Regions from separate parts of the Anas platyrhynchos genome. Here region 2 is linked to region 1. The links are chromatin contacts, called in public Hi-C maps. All regions are on one chromosome and are shown on one strand. Each heading gives the region's core, a stretch centred on a gene start, on an enhancer-like site or on the middle of the called end of the contact. The rest is flanking DNA. Distances are from core to core; before and after follow the strand shown. Region 1 holds the start of LTO1 (LTO1 maturation factor of ABCE1). Region 2 has its middle 53 kb from the start of FGF3.

Region 1 (7,967 bases), core at 2,335-4,834:
ACTGAGTGAAATAAAGAAATGCAATAAAAAAGTTCACCAGAATACATGTCAAGATAGCTGAAAGCATGGTGGCAATTCTTTCAAATAAATTAATCAAATCTGGACATAAAATAAAAGATTAGGTTATTCTAAAGGAAAGTAATCAATGCATGGAAGTATATGCACCTGTGCAGCAAAACACAGAGGTAATGAAAAAAAAATGAGGGGAGAAGATGGGAGCAAAAGAAATGTAGCAAGATCTATTTGTGATACACCTCTAAAACATACACTACCTTCAGGTATATAAACCACACAGTAAAAGCGCAGTGCAAGATAACTTGATTTTGTATGATCTCAATACTTCCACCCCGAAGAAGAATTCTAATTTTTAATCAATAATATTGTTTAGCTATTAACATGTCACCCTTTTAACAATTATCATACCTTTTTAGTTAGAAAAGGTCTATGAGTGGTCAGTACACTTGATTCTTTCTGATGCTGAAGTGGTGTTACTAACATTTCATAAGCTCATATTACTTTCCATACAGATAACAGAATGGATGTCATAGAAAAATATAGGTTGGAAAGGAAGTCTAGCCTAGGTCATCTAGCCTACCTTCCGCCCAAGGCAGGACTAACTTTAAGGCCAGAGAAAGTTGCTTGGTACCATCTCCAAACATACTTTGAAAAATCTACAACGATGGAACTTCTGTTGTCAACTTGGTCAACCTGTCAAACTGCTTAGCTGCTCACACTGGTAAGGGTTTTCTCTTTACACCCTATCAGAAATTCAATAGTTTCAGCTTGTGAAAGGTGCTTATTATCCTTTGCACACTACTGCAAAGAATAAGTCTCTAGGACTTCCCTTTATGTAGTACAATTAGCTATCTCCTTTGTTTTTTCTTCTTTAGCGTGAAGAAACCAAGTTCCCTTATCCTCTTTTCAGTATCACATGGTCCAGAATAGGATATAATCCCAACAAATCTCTGCTCACCCTTCTGGTTTTCAATATATATATTTTTTTAACTTGGGAGAAGGCAAAACTGAACAATATAATTTGAATAATCTGAAAAACTATTGAAGGAACCTTTTTTTTTTTTTTTTTTTAAACCTTACCTGTTCTTTTCATCTGTGCATTTGCTGAGCAGACACTGCCAGGTCAGTGCAAAGCCAAGGTAGCTGCCGATCTAGGAATTTATAAGAATACCATGAAAAAAATAAACATATGCATACAAATCATTAAACAAATGTATACAAACAGTACTACATTATATCCCACTCTTCAGGAAACAATTTATTGCCTATACAAACACATTTCATGTTGAAAAGCTCAATAAATTAGGGTAAGATGAATGAGGGATATCTGTGTTACCCAGTACAACAGTCAGAACACTTCTTGTAAGAAATCTGTTTAGCATCAGATGAAAACAGTATTTAAAATGCAGCATGAACAGCAGTCCTGCAAAACACTATCCATATTGACACCCTCTGAACCTCAAAATTTATGAAACTGATGTATGGCAGTAGGGAAATAATTCAGAAACAACCTATTTAAGATGCTTTGGTAAGTATGTGTTTTTGCAGCAGTGTCAGCTTAAGCAGCTCCTGTACAGCCCCAGAAAAAGCTGTACCAGCTTGGCTGAGGGAGCAGCCAAGTCAACCAAACAGGAAAACACATTTTTTCTGAGTTAATATGCAAAGAATGTTACTAGCCTAACTCATGAGGGTAGCACAGAATCAGAAAGAAGCACAGGAAGCTGACTAAGCCAGTCTTGCTGCCAGAGAGCTTTTCATTACAACTGTAATCAAATAGGAATATACTGGAATATAATAAGAATATGTTCTTCAATGCACCAGCTTGTAAGTCAGCTGGAGTCTCTTTCTAAAATGATTTAGCATTCTCAGAAAAACAACACAGACACTTAAAACATAAGTGAGCTGACTTCAAGGTAGTTAAGTCCAAAATTATAGCCTAATCCCACTTCAGTCCACATGTGCATACACCTGCCATTTAAACGTAGTAAACATAGTTTAACTTGGAAGTTCCCATAACCTTAAAACCACTTCAGAGTAAAGCAAGAATGTTTGGGAATACCAGTCTCCTGGCAGTTATGTTTGATATGGTACACAGATCAACTTTTGTTACTTCGTGTATTTTATTTATTTATTTTAAGGCTCAAACGTGGGTTTGGGACTTAACATTTCATTTAGTGCTTAAGCATATTTGAAGTGAGGCAATTTCACCTGCGTGCACCAAAACTGCTTGGAGTCTCCAGGTAGGTGGAGACAACCCACAGACTTGGTACCTAGCTGCACCAAGCTGCTGCGGGCTGGAGACATGTGCCCTTGGACGCTTCACAGCGGTATGCTCAGCAGAATTAGCAGCGCCCTACCACAGGGGCACAATCTTCTGCTTGAGCCCTAGTGGATACTGTGTCCAATACCGCCTAAAAGATATGATGGATAACAAACGTTTTATTTGTAACATCTTAATTTAATTCTCTATCAAGCAAGGCCCCTGTCAGATCAGTACTGTAGTTCTGCTCACGGCTGACAGTTCAAAAACTGCCCAATTCATCCCTTCACATGACTCCCTATCTACAATTTTAGTCTCTTCAGGAACTTCCCAACATAAGTAGATCAGTGCACTTCTCCTATATCATGGCCTACACAGGACAGTTTTGCATACAGCCATCTGTATTTAGAAGCTGCTGTTCAATGCTGTTTTCTTAGAACTTCAGAGCTGTAGCATCACTAGGAAAATATTTCATCACTATATATCTCTGTATCACACCAAGTGTAAACCAAAATTTTATAATAACCATCCTTTCAGAATTTGGGTTTACCGATTTCACTTCATAATGGATTAACATAATTGCTGCTGTTCTGCCAGTAGCAATATTCACCTGACAAACTCTCCCAATGTTAGAAGTAGCAGAGAGTAAAACACAGACAACCAGAATTGTCCTGTTGGAGGAAAGTGACTTGGGTGAAGAGCCAACACCGCATGGTTTTCCCTAATGCTGAACCACAGAGGATGGTCCGGGGGTTAAATTTTGGGTTAAAGAAATCAACATATACAATTTGTCTCGAGCATGTTTATTTGATTTCTCTCTTATCCTTCCTTTCAGGAGAAAAAAAAATAAATCAAAATGGGATCAAATAAACTTTAAAAAAAAAAAAAAAAGCCTATTTAACAGTTTCCTCGCGACACAGCCCCCAGCCCCGCGACCTGAGGCGCCTTCCCCCTTACCTCGGCGCCCACCCTGGCCCCGTGGCGCGCCCCGTGCCTCCTCCCCTCAGCAGCCCCAGCCTGGCGGCCTTCGGCGTAGCCCTCCTGATAGCCCTCGCCGTGGAACCTGCGGACACACACACACACGGACGGTTTCTGACGCTGGTTCCCACTTCACTTTCTGCCGTTCAGACGCCAGGCAGGGGCTGCCCTACCTGTGCTCGGCCATCACGATCTCCTCGAACATGTCCGGGCCGGGCCCCGGGGCCGCGGCGGCCGCCATGACGCCGCCAGAGCCCTCCCTCAGCGCGGCCCCGCGGCGCGCGGCAGGCCGGGAGCGGACGGCGAGCCGTTGGGGCCGCGCGCGGGAAGCGCACGGTTAACGGCCGCCGCCAGCACCAACGGCCCGCGCCGGCCCTGAGGCGGCAGGGGGCGGCAGCGCGCCGCTGACAGAGCGGGGTGGGACGGGGAAAGGGAATAGGGAGCTGTGGGCGAGCTGCGCCTCCCTCCCGTGACAATAGCGGGATGGATCCTTACTGTGCGTTAAGTTATGCCAGCAGCCTGGTTTCTGGATGGCGCAGCTTGCGTTTGTTTTCCTGTCAGCCTGGCTGGCGGTTGGCAAACACCAAGTCATGCACCCAGCGACCAGTACGGCTAACTCCTGACAGAAGGAGTTGTGGAAACTACCACAAGCCCCTTTTGTTTGGATCCGAGACGCTTTCGACTTTCAATTAGTGTATTTTTTATGTAGTTAGATGGCCAACCGTTAGTATGCCGGTCTATTACAACATTCACTTATTGTTACAAATGAACACTGGTAAAACAAAACATTTGTCCTTATTTATAAATACATACGCTAACTTATTGGTTCTTCAGGTAATTAGACTTGAGACATTTCATGAAATGTGTGGCTCTGCGGACACCAATCCACACAGCGGTACAGCCGGTCTGTTAGCCTCTGAGACAAACACAGGCAGGGGATTGAATAGACGGCTCCGAGGTCCTGAGACGTGTCTACAGAATAAATAAAACCACTAGAGCAAAATCAAATTCATACTAGTAAAGGTTTAGCTAACGAGATGCACCAATCACTGTTCATTAAAAATGCTCCATCGCAACAGGCTATATTGATTTGTAAGGAGTGACTGCAGTCAGTCAGCCAGCTCGTTTTCTGCATTAATTTAATGCTTAGGTGTCGATGGACATTACGTGAAATTAAATCACTGAAGGTTTGCAAGGTGTGTATCTACTGTACTGTCTCACAATCACAAACACGTATTGTTCACTAACCATATGATGCCAGTGGAAATATAAAGTAACTCCAAAGCTAATGACTACAATTTATATCTTTGGAAGTTAATGCAAAGCAAGGGCTTTGATCTCAGTAGGTAGGTGGATTGATTCATTATGTTGCAAATATAACAGTATTCTAGCAAGAAGTCTACCAAACACTGCTCTCATTTTGGGGTATTCTTACGTGTTCTCAGCAATCCATTTCATCTGTCAGGGTTCCTGAGAAACTTGCTGTATGCCTGGACAGTCACAAAGTCACCCGTAATTCAGAGTCTAAATGATGTGTTTTTCCCACTTCCAGTTGCTTCCAAGGCAAACGTATCTCTGCTTTCATCACATCTGATGCCGCCTGAAAGGAGGGTTGGCTATCATACATTTTTGGAGAAAAGAAAGTACATTTATTTTATTATTATTAAACGAACAAGTCCTTCTCCTTGTCCCAGGGTTTCCATGAACATAGTTTCAGTACTTGGAGCAGGGGTAACACTGATACTTCGGTTCCTGAATAAAGGTTTTACAGCTCTTCACACTTCCCCAGAGTGGAAATGGAGATGCCCAGTATCTCCTTTTCTATAGCTTTCTCACTACTCTTACAACTCGTATTTACACATCATAGCTTCTAATTGAGACTTCACAAGGAGACATTTGACACCTGACCTTTTAAAACCCTTTACAGCTGTAAAACCTACTCCTGCAAAGGAAAGCCTGGCAATTGCCTTACTGTCTTTGAGAGATGGTGGCCAGCCAAGGCTCACATAGCGCAGAGCAAAAACGTGCGCGGTGGTGGTGCTGTTTGCATTCCCACAGAACCGAAGACAATGGTGTTCAAAGGTTTTGCACACCAAGTTCCTGACCGAGTCAGGTGTCTAATGGCAGGGAAAGCATTTTCCAGTAATCGTTCCACCTCACACAGGGATCTTGTCACTTTTCATAAGCAAAGCAGCCAGGCCTGGTCAGAGCTTGGATGGGAAACCTCCAAGGGAAACTAAAGTGCTTCAGGAAGTGGTGTGGGTAATTTAGCTCCTGGCATTCTTCCCCCTGTCTGAATAAATATTGAACCAACCTCTAACCATGCTGTTACAGTAAGGAACACCGTGCTGGTGGTGGAAGATGCAGACCCAAAGGTGTCAGCAAATAGGGTCACAAGATGCTATTCACATATGTAAGGATGCTCGACTTTGTGCTCTTGACAATATTCACAATAATGTTAAATCTACTTTAAAATCTCTCACTGGTTAATGTAAACAGTGTGCCCCCTGAATTCTGTCATTTGTTGTGTTTCCCATCAAGACTGTCTTAGTTTGCTTGTTTTCTGTTTTTTGATTTTTATGAAAGGGTCTTGACACATACCTGATGTTCAAAAATAATATAGTGTCTGATCAAAAACAGAAATGAAAAAGAAAAAAACAAAACAAAACAAAAACAAAACAAAAAAAAAAAAACAACCAACCAACCAACCAAACAAACAAAACAGAATACCCAAAGCACAAAAACTTTTGAAATAAAACAACTAGAAAGTCAGGACTGTGTCTCCCAACACATGAAGAGTAGGAACCCTCCGGATGTGCGGCAGTGGCTTAGCACAAAGGAGAATATGAAACACCATGGGAGATGTTCTGCAGCCAAGAAATCTGCAATTCCTGTGAGTCACCCTTGCAGCATTTCCAAACTGAAATGTTCAGTCCCTCTTTTCCTGCCAGAAATAAAGATCTTTTTCAGGCAACACGGCCATTTCCCCCCCCCCCCCCAGGTGCACTGATAAGTATGGTGCCATTCTGTAAAAGAGATCAGCCTTCTACCTACATCGCTTTTGTGTTTTGCAGGTGGATGGTTGATGTATTAATATAAAAATCCACTCATGGAGCATGTAGTGTGGTTCAAGTCTGGTTGGAAATTGCTACCTTTAGTGCCCACAATGTGCAGATGCTGGCGTACCAGCATGCAGCTTTGCCTGTGCTGGAAATTTGCTCTGGCTGCAGCCATCCGCAAATCCTCGCTGAAGAAGGAGCCATTTCCAAAACCCTTCCATGACAAAGATACTTTTCTTAGACTTGCAGTTTCATGTGAAGCTCAGCAGCAACTGGCGGCAGACGGACTTGAAGTCCAGCATTGGCCCTAACTGGCTTTGGGAAACTCACTCTGTGTTGTACTTCAGCTGCACCTCTCCACACAGGTGCTGTGGACCCAGACTCCATGGTTTGATAAAGCTCCTTGAAGTGTCTACTTCACAGTTACAAAAGAGTCAGATACATTTCCATGTTGAAGATGATTTTTTATTGCAAATGTACACATTACACTACTGATAATGCACAGAAAAAAGCTATTGTTTCCTAAAATTTCATGATTACAAAACTTCACAAAATTTGTTACAACTAAAAAACCCACCTTCAGGAGTATATAAATAGAATTTCGCGCATAAATAACAGTAACAAAATAAACAGATGTATGTATTCAATAAATTAATTATAAATATTGCATTGGCAATGAAGTGCTAGGTCAGAAAAAACACCAGTATTTCCAGTAGAGCTTTTGTACAGAAATCTCTATTATAAGTAAACCTTTAGAAATGAGTGGAATCCTGAAGTTTTTGTTTTTGTTTTTGTTTTTTTCCCTTTGGTTTCAGTTCGTTTATTCCTTTATCAAATTGTTATATGGGGAGAACAGAACTGAAGACATCAGCCATATGTTTTTTAGCCACAAAGTAGCCATGATCCCTTCCTGCAAGAAGAATGGCATGGCTGTCCCAGTTCTCGTTTATGTCACTATATTGTCTCTCCACTGATTTCAACTGATGCAGAATCAAGCCTGAAAGGACTTAAAAGAATTGCTGATGGCTACATATAAAACATGAAAAATCCGCTTTGCAATTGATGTGACCTATGCATTATCCATTTTCAGTCTTTCTCTCCATTTGCTCATGACATACATTTGTATATACAACAGAATCTGTATTTGAACACAGATTTGAACTGCTTATTCCCTACGTGAAAACCAGAAATGCTAGTTCTGTACACACTTCAACCCCCATGCTGAATTCCCACTAATGTTAATGAGAAATCTATGCTGGATGATGCAGATCCCACAGTGAACATAAATTAGCCTATACAAAAATCAAAGATCCAGTTTTCTGAAGTACCCCTTAGCAATAAGGGAAGGAAGAAATATTTCCCTTTCGTCCCTTCTTTCCTAAGGGAAGAAAAAGCACAATATACAGGCGGAATTGTTTTTCAGTGGTATGCTTTCAATAGAAAGTTTTCCCAGAACCTTGTCAGCAGCTTTTCAAGAGACAGCATTAACTCTAGTTCACATAACCACATTTGCTAGGTCTTCCTTAATCATATTTTGTTCCGAATGTTTGTCTTTAGCCTCTGAAGCTACCAGATTTTGAAGCCTCTGAAGCTACCAGATTGTGAACCTTCCCGTGAACTGCAAAAAGGTTTTCTGCATTTGCTCCTGTGAGCAG
Region 2 (7,967 bases), core at 3,206-5,705, 120 kb after region 1:
TTATATAGATATAAGAAGCCTAGCTAATAATGCAGATGGAGTGAGCCACAAATTGACACAAACTTACAGTCTGCTAATTTTTGTTTGTTTGGTTTTAAGGCTGAGAATATGCCACAAATCCATATAAAAGGCACAATCTGGACCTTTGTCATCTCTGGACAATTTAGTCTTATTTTTGTTTCTAAAAATTAAAAATTATCCTGATTTAAATGTTTAAAGTTAAGATTATTCAAACCTAGTAAAACATTCTAATGAAGCATCTTCTAAGAAACACCAGGATCTGCAAAATAATACAAAAACAGTATGGCCACATTTAGGCCTCCTTAGTATATGAGGATCTAGGAAGAAGTAAAAGATGAATGGGAAGAAAGTAAACAAATAGGCTCCCACTGTAAGTAAAAACAGATTTAGGCTTCTCTAACCTGCTTTCGGAAGCTAACACTCCATGGGGCACCGTCCTGCTGGCTACAGTTGCAAGATCACATCACACTTTGGCCCCAATCCCATTTTATAGCTGTAACAGCCATCCGTGAGGTTGTCAGCTGCCTCACTGAAGATTTGCATTTCACTGCTGTATTAAATATGTGCAAAGAGGCCGAGGATCAGTGTCAAAAGCTGTGGAAGAACCATTCTCATCTGGTTCTTTCTAGTGACTTTTTCATACAGAAATAAAGCAATGGCTAAGTAAATGAAAAACCTAGAATAGGGTTCTTTCTTCTGTCTGAGGGATGTCCTAACATCAGTACTTTATCCTGTGTGCTCTCTATTTTCTGTTATTGTTTTATTCTGCAAAAGAGACCTCAACAATTGCTAGGCTAGGGAGAATTTGCATGTTTGCTTTCTCTGCTAAGTAGATGTAGGGGAGGAGAGACCTGAAACCTGTCTCTTTCTTGGCCTATTTTACATTAACCAGGCACTGTGTAAAATACATTGGCTGTTGGTAGAGTGTACACCAAAATCAACTGTTTTTTTTTTTTTTTTTTTTTTTTTTTTTTTTTTTTTTTTTCCAGTCCAGATGAGTCCTTGAATCATTATTTGGCAGCAGGAGATGTGAGTTCTCACCTTGTGAATTTTGAATTCCTTCCTGAATGAAGGCGTGGCTTCACCATTTTGTATTGGTAGCTGGGGTACCTTACATGGAAGTCAGAAAAGTTGGTTTAATCCCTCCCAAGAGCATACAAAAACTAAAATTAGGCTTCTTTATGTGTCCTAATCCCATGTGTGTGATGGTGCATATCTATTTATTCTTTTCCAAAGGCAGAGAAATGCTCTGATTCTTCTCAAAAGTACCCTTGCAAACCAAAGAACACAAATCACCATATGATGTGCAGAAGTTTGTGAGCTTTTAAGTATTTTTGCTGTACATGTCCTATTACAGACATGCAGCACAATATGTAATAGATACATAGCCATGTTTCCAGTCCCTGCACGTTGCAAGGCTGGAAATAAGGTAGAACTACTATAAGAAAAGTAAACAAAAAAGATGACCTTTTATGTAGGTAAGGAGTTCAGAGTTACACAGTTGTTATACCTTAATTGCTTTAGCTGGAACATGAGGTACCTAGTCACTGCGCTTTCTTAGACGTGCCTTTTTTCACCTGTTAAAGAGTATCAGAGTCGTATTGCTAACCTCTTGCTCATTAAAATAGGAATTCCAACAGGTAGAAAGAAAGGAGATTTGCTATAAATAAAATCATTGATGAAATAACTACTCATCAATTATAAACTTCAAATTGTAGGGTTTATCTCCCATTTGCCTTTCACTGCCAGTTACAGATTCGATGGCTTATCATAATTATCTTGTTTATTACTGATATCCCAGGTGAGTAATATGTGAGAGGGCGTATTCCAGGAGTACAATACAGAGAAACTGTGTGAGCAACCATTTATTGGGATTAAGGAGTGCAGGGACATACTTATAAGGGAATGTTGCTGCGCTGTTGAAAATAGTCATGAAGAGAAGGACACCTGAGATGGTGACATTCGATTAAAAATAAAATAGTGATCACTTGTAAATATGCATCCATGGGTTTAGCTAAACTTGACATGCATCTTAAGCCCTTTCTCCCCCCTGTATATGTGGCTTACATTTTGTAAAATCATTATCAAACCCAGTGCAAAAGAATTTCCATTTCTGCAGATTTACCTGAAAAGTGGCAATTAATTGGTAGCAAAACACTTCCAAACTCCATATAGTAGCAGTTCAACCAATTCAGGTAGTGAGGCTTCCAAAGAACACTAGTCTGTTCTGGCCTTGCAGGTGTTTCTCAGGTAAAAATTATGCTTTGAGGAATACCAGCTAACATGAACAAGGCAGAAATCAGTCATTTTCCTCATACATTTTCCTCATACATCTACCTAGTTAAAGGAAGAAGTTTCAAGTTTCAACTTGGAAAAAGTCTGCTAAAGAAAGACAACATTTAGCTGACAAGTTGAGCCATGAGTGTGTGTATGCGTGCGCATGTGTGAAATGCAGTTCCAGCAAGACTTCCAGCTTCCGCTTACACAGATGCATTCACCAGCTCAACAAAATGCTGATTATCTTTAGTGGATTATGGATTGGGTCATTAGCATCTGTAAATGTCTGTGTTAGTTAGATGATGTGACTCTGTGAATTTATGCTGTGGTCAGGGCTGGAAGAAAACCATCACAGAATTTCCTTTCCACGCTTGTGTGCAACTTGACTATCCTGGAATCTTTAATAAGCAAATCAGGAGTCCTATACTAAATCATAAAGTATCTCCAGTCTTGAATTAGCTGATGACTGTCAGACCAATGTAACATTTTTTTCAGTAACACTGACCATTATTTAAGAAAAGTAAAGCACCCTAAGCATGTTTGGCCTGCTATGTGATATTTTTTTATGATGAAAAATTGATTCTTGTCTTCTTCCTCTTTAGATTCTTTGTAGAATTAGTCATATGCAGCTGCCTGATTACACACATACAGTGCTTATATGTTAAGATCTTAAGTTTAAATTACAAGTTATATTTGATGGGAACTGGGCACTTCATTCCATGAAGGCTTCTTTGAAAATTCTAGGTTTTGTCTGAAAAAAAAATATGATTTCCAATACTTTTCAAATAGATATACTTAACATATATAAGTTTTCTTTTAAAAAATTAAAATGATATGTGAAAAAAGCCTATGATTTAAAATATTTTTCATGGTATACATGTATGTCGGAACAATTTTTGAAAAGAAAAAAGAAGCTGGTGTTTGTGAAACAGTGTTCATCCATAGTCCAGAATGCTGTTCACTCTGGGTGTGTGGATGATGGGGGAATACCTGTTTCCATTCTCTACCAGCCAGTCTTTCAGGCTGTGAAGTTCTCAGGCACTTTTGAAGAGATTCAGGGTGGATATGCGTGAAAGTGTATTTACAGTACCTGAGGAACTGATGTCTTGGCGCAACACCAAAATGGAGCAGCAGTATAGCACAGTTTGTGGAACAGGCTCAAAAATGTTAGCATTTTCTTACTGCAATTGTTTCATTCTCTTTTGCTCTAGGCACCTTCCTTTACAGTCTAAACAAAACTGCCAGGGATTAGGTTGAATCAACTAGCTGCTAATATTTTAATCCTTTTGCAGCTCATTGACCATAGTTGAACTAAGCGCTGGTCAAGTGCCATGTCACTAGTTCAATGGAATTCAGACTTTGGCACTCTGAAAAAAAGCAACAGATGTGCTTTAATGATTATCTAATAACTTGTATTTTCTTTTAGTTTGCTGTGCTGATGAAATCTAATCTCATTGACCCAACAGACAAAACCGTAACAATAAGAACTTTAATGGCAAGACAAAGGACCTGAACAATACCGCACTTTGGCTAGAGTCCAGAAATGAAAACCCTACAAAATATACTGGGAGCAACAAGCAGGTTGACTTCCATTCCATGAGCAGCTATAAAAATTAGCAATACATTATGGGAGTTAGCTGCAGGACTATGACTTCAACTTGCCTTCAAATGAGCATCCAAAAACATAGTAATAAACTACTTCTCAGCTTCATGGATTGGGAACAAGGGCTGAACTTGTCAATTTCCACCAGGGTTTTAATGAGACTAAAATATCTACATGCTTTAGTCAACCTGGTACAAACTTTTTAAACATCAGAACTCATCTGGCAGTCTTTGCAGCAGCATACACAGCTGTAAACAGATAATGTTTCAGGATTGTCTGTTAGCTTGTGCTGTCACTGCTATACAGCAAAACTCCTTTTGCTATACAGTGAAATTCCTGCTTATGGGGATCTTCAAGAGACCTTTAAAAGAGAGAATAGAAGCAACTCTCTGTAAGATAACTTTCACTCATTTGCCATATGGTAGGATATTTGTAATATATTCTTTTCTGTCTGAAAATGTTGTCCTAAACTGTTGTGGAGCTGATCTCTTCCCTCAGGAATGCCTGGCTTAGTTCAGCAATGATACTGCAGTTATACAATTAGATTGCTAAATAAGATGATGCAATATTTTCTTCAGCCTCACATGGCTGAAGTGACTTAATACTTTTGTACTATATGCTGTTAAGCAATAACAACAACCTAAGAATCAAATCTAAGCAGGTATATCTAGGCTTAAAGATTGGAGGCCCTACTTGAATCAAAAAAGTCTTTGAGTCTATTTATCTTCAGGGCTTGTGTTCTGTATCTATACTTGTGTGGAAAGCCATTTTCCTAGTGATTCCTCTTTCCTAGCTGTATTTCCTCTGCTTTATCCAGGTTGAATTTGATCTAGCTACCTCTGTCTGGAAACTACTCTAATGTAGGCTTTGTGATATCCTATTTATATTACTGGGGACATTGATGGCAAATGGGACACATTAGGAAGTGTCACAAGTGAGTTGTCAGATGTTGAGGCCATGACTTCCCTATCTTTCCAAATGACAGCAAGTAAATATTTTGAGGTAGGGGACCTAGATAGAAGTCTTTGATCTCTATGTGTGCCCTGCAGAAGCTTCTGGAGCAGACATCAGTCATGCTAATAGACAGCTGTCAGAGGAAACAATGTCACCCATAATTGGCAGTACCCTTCTCTGAGTGCTGAAATCTGGCTAAGAAGGTAAAAATGATCATTCTATCTTCTGCAGGCTTCAAGGGAAAGGGAAAGGGAAAGGGAAAGGGGAATTAAAATTACTGGCATCTCTGAGCATTTTTATTGACAGTGTGGCTGTCAGAGGGGACTGACCGAAAGATCAGAGATGACCTGATTGACCGGATGTAGGTTGTTGTTTTAGTTTTAGCTTCTGTGAATCCTATGTGCTTTTGGAGTCACCAGAGATAAGAGAAGCAAAATGCACAGGAGGGAAATGACCTACCTTGTTGGACCTAACAAGCACTCCAGCAGGAAATTTTGTTGATGTGAAGTTAGAAACCTTTAACCCCATTCAGCAAAGCTTTGGCCCGTGGAATTTAATGGACATTCTGTGTTGCTAAGCAAAGAGCTATGAAACGTCAGTGATGACTACTACAAATGATGGTATTAGTTCCTCTTTCCATATTTCCAAGAAACTAATCCAGCTTCCCATGTACTCTGTAATCAATCAGTGAGATTCAGCGATCAACCAGTGAGTTCAGGGAAAGTCTGTGACCCAAAGGCTTGTGGCCACGGCCACAATATTAGAAATCCTCAACAGTTCTGCTGGCCAAAAATGAATTGGGCTATGGGGTTCAGCTCCAGGTTAGGATCAGGGTTACCTCATTCAGGTCTTGGTGTTATTAGTGGTCTGCAATGGGTGCAAACTTTGCAAATAATTTCACCTCTGAATGTATCCATTCCTCTAGCTGTGAAACTGAAGTGCTCCCCTAATTTGTAAAGTTCCTTGCTGAACTTTATTTAGGCATCTCAGTTGTCCATAATGTATGTCAAAATCAATACGAGTGGGCATATCTGTCTTTTTTAACTAGCTCCATACTCTCCATATGAACAGAGCACCCTGGTTTAAGCTTCTTTAATCAGCAGGGCAGGGAGCATTAGAGCTCCAGTCATTAGAGAAGGCACAAGACTTTTAAAATTCCTCTATATTCTGCAGAGAAAATTTATCTATTATGCCAAAACTATGGTCACACATCAATAAAACATCCTTTGCTCTAAATTTGATCCTTGAAGGTATCACTGGTTCTTGGAGTATTGGGTTTGTTTTAACAAATTATCTTCATGTTTTTCTGTCAACTTCTATTTTTTCTGTCAAACTCTAGTTTCCCATCTCTCCATCTCTGTGGCTTTGAAGCTTATCCCTGATAAAAGACAGCACTTATGTCAAAATACACTAATGTCATTTTGACACAGAAGTGCACAGCCTGGAAGCCATTTCGCTTGGCAGAATTATCTCCTTTGGCAGACTGACCACAGCTGAGCTGAGCTGCTGGGCACTCATGTGTGTTTGTCCCACTCTTTTTGTCAGAGGTAAACCCTTGGGACTTTCATCAGCTCACACGAAATAAACAGCAGTGCAAATAAGGCTGAAAAAACTTGCTAGTCTGAGACTGTTTTCTGGGAAACAGTTTCTTGTTAGTTTTGGGGGGTTAATTCGGCGCACCAGAATAATCCATGGAAGTGAGTTACAATGCTAGACACAGTGCTTGCTCCTTTCTCCCCTTTTCTTCTGCTAAAACATGTTTTTAGTGAATGAAGGTGATAAACAGTTTGAAATTACTATCAATCATCTCCTTGGAGTTTCTGAGTAACTGTTGTGCTCCCGAGTGCAGCTCATCACTTTACTAATTACTCTAGATTATAGTCTTAAACTAATACAAACTTTTTGTCTTGAAGAGGATGATCTTGTGACTTATGTACTAGACTTTGGGTCTAGGTTCTGTCTTTCACATCTGACTGGAGAAGCCAAAAATCTTCTTTTTGCCACTTCTATCAACAGTAGGTCATAAGCACTGTAATTCAACATAAGAATAAATCAAACAGTGTTTTTGCTAAGAGGCCTTGCCTGTGGCTTCTTACACAGTTTTTAGGAAAAATAACAGTCAAGGAGGAGCTCAGCATTTGTATGCACCTACAAAGTGGTAGCATCTCCACTTCAGCTGTTTTTCAAAGCAAGTTTGTCCTTTAGCCCCATATCCAGGCCATTTTGATCCTTGTCTGCCATACCTATGTTTCACATAAACTTCCTGAGTGACCGTAGCTAAGTTATGTTCAACATGTGCTTTTGAAAAATTACCCATATTTGCCTATGATTTTGCTTTTATTCTTACAAAAATGGGAATAATGCTTTCCTTCTTTTGCCACTGTCTGTTTAAACAGTAGCTTTTTGGGCATGATGCCCCTCAGTGAAACAGGATGTTCCCTAACTGGCACTGCCCCAATCTCTGTAGGAAAGAATGGCTAGTTATTTTGATCTGATTTTTGTCATACAGTGATAAAACTTGAATTTCACGTCATTTGGTGCCAGACTTCTGTTACTGAATTCCATGGAAAAACAAAGCACTCACAGAAGTAACTAAAGATAACTGGCATTTCACTTTAAAATGTATGAGCTGCCTGGTACTTATTCTCCAAAAAAATCACATCGTAAAGGTCTCAAGCTGAATACATAGTTAGTGAAAGTTATTTGTATTGATCTCTCTGTCTTAGTTATAAGCTATAAAATGATAATACTCCACCTCATTAATTCACAAAGATGTTGCAAATATATTCATATTCATATTTGTGTTGCACATAGCTATTGTCGTGATAAGCACCATAAAAATGCATAGGAGTGTGCATCAGACTTTTAATAATGATGCAGTTAAGTAAAGCCTCAGTGAATACTGCTGGGAAAACACTATACTACTGAGTTCATTTTAAAGTATACAATATTTTTGCATATCGAATGAACTAAGTGTAGGGTGAATGAAATGGTGTGTATAACAAATTTTTAAAAAGGGATGAAAAATATTTTTAAATCTTTCAGATCTCAAGCGAAAGTCAGAAACATACTAAGTTCCCAGATACTCCAAATGCAAATATCAATAGCCAGC

What was found. Hi-C and Micro-C count contacts between places; a contact is called where the count stands out from the background.
Region 2: a Hi-C map of skeletal muscle shows a contact between it and region 1, with 2.4 times the contacts expected there. The contact joins the enhancer-like site here to the promoter of LTO1 in region 1. A contact is called at or near these places in 5 of 8 Hi-C or Micro-C datasets (F5 follicle, liver, skeletal muscle and 1 more).

What each region holds. Positions count from the first base shown.
Region 1 is chr5:47,809,306-47,817,272 of IASCAAS_PekinDuck_T2T, forward strand. LTO1 (LTO1 maturation factor of ABCE1) reads right to left here and starts at 3,585. Exons shown (of 8, transcript XR_011809772.1): 1 at 3,427-3,585; 2 at 3,233-3,338; 3 at 1,096-1,166. It overlaps FGF19 (fibroblast growth factor 19), which reads right to left. Exons shown (of 5, transcript XM_038180520.2): 5 at 6,343-7,967.
Region 2 is chr5:47,931,581-47,939,547 of IASCAAS_PekinDuck_T2T, forward strand. No RefSeq gene overlaps it. Among named protein-coding and RNA genes, the nearest start is that of FGF3, 53 kb to the left of the region's middle. Within about 2 kb of position 4,456, at least 1 of the 8 cell types and tissues checked has an H3K27ac peak or open chromatin away from gene starts, as enhancers often do.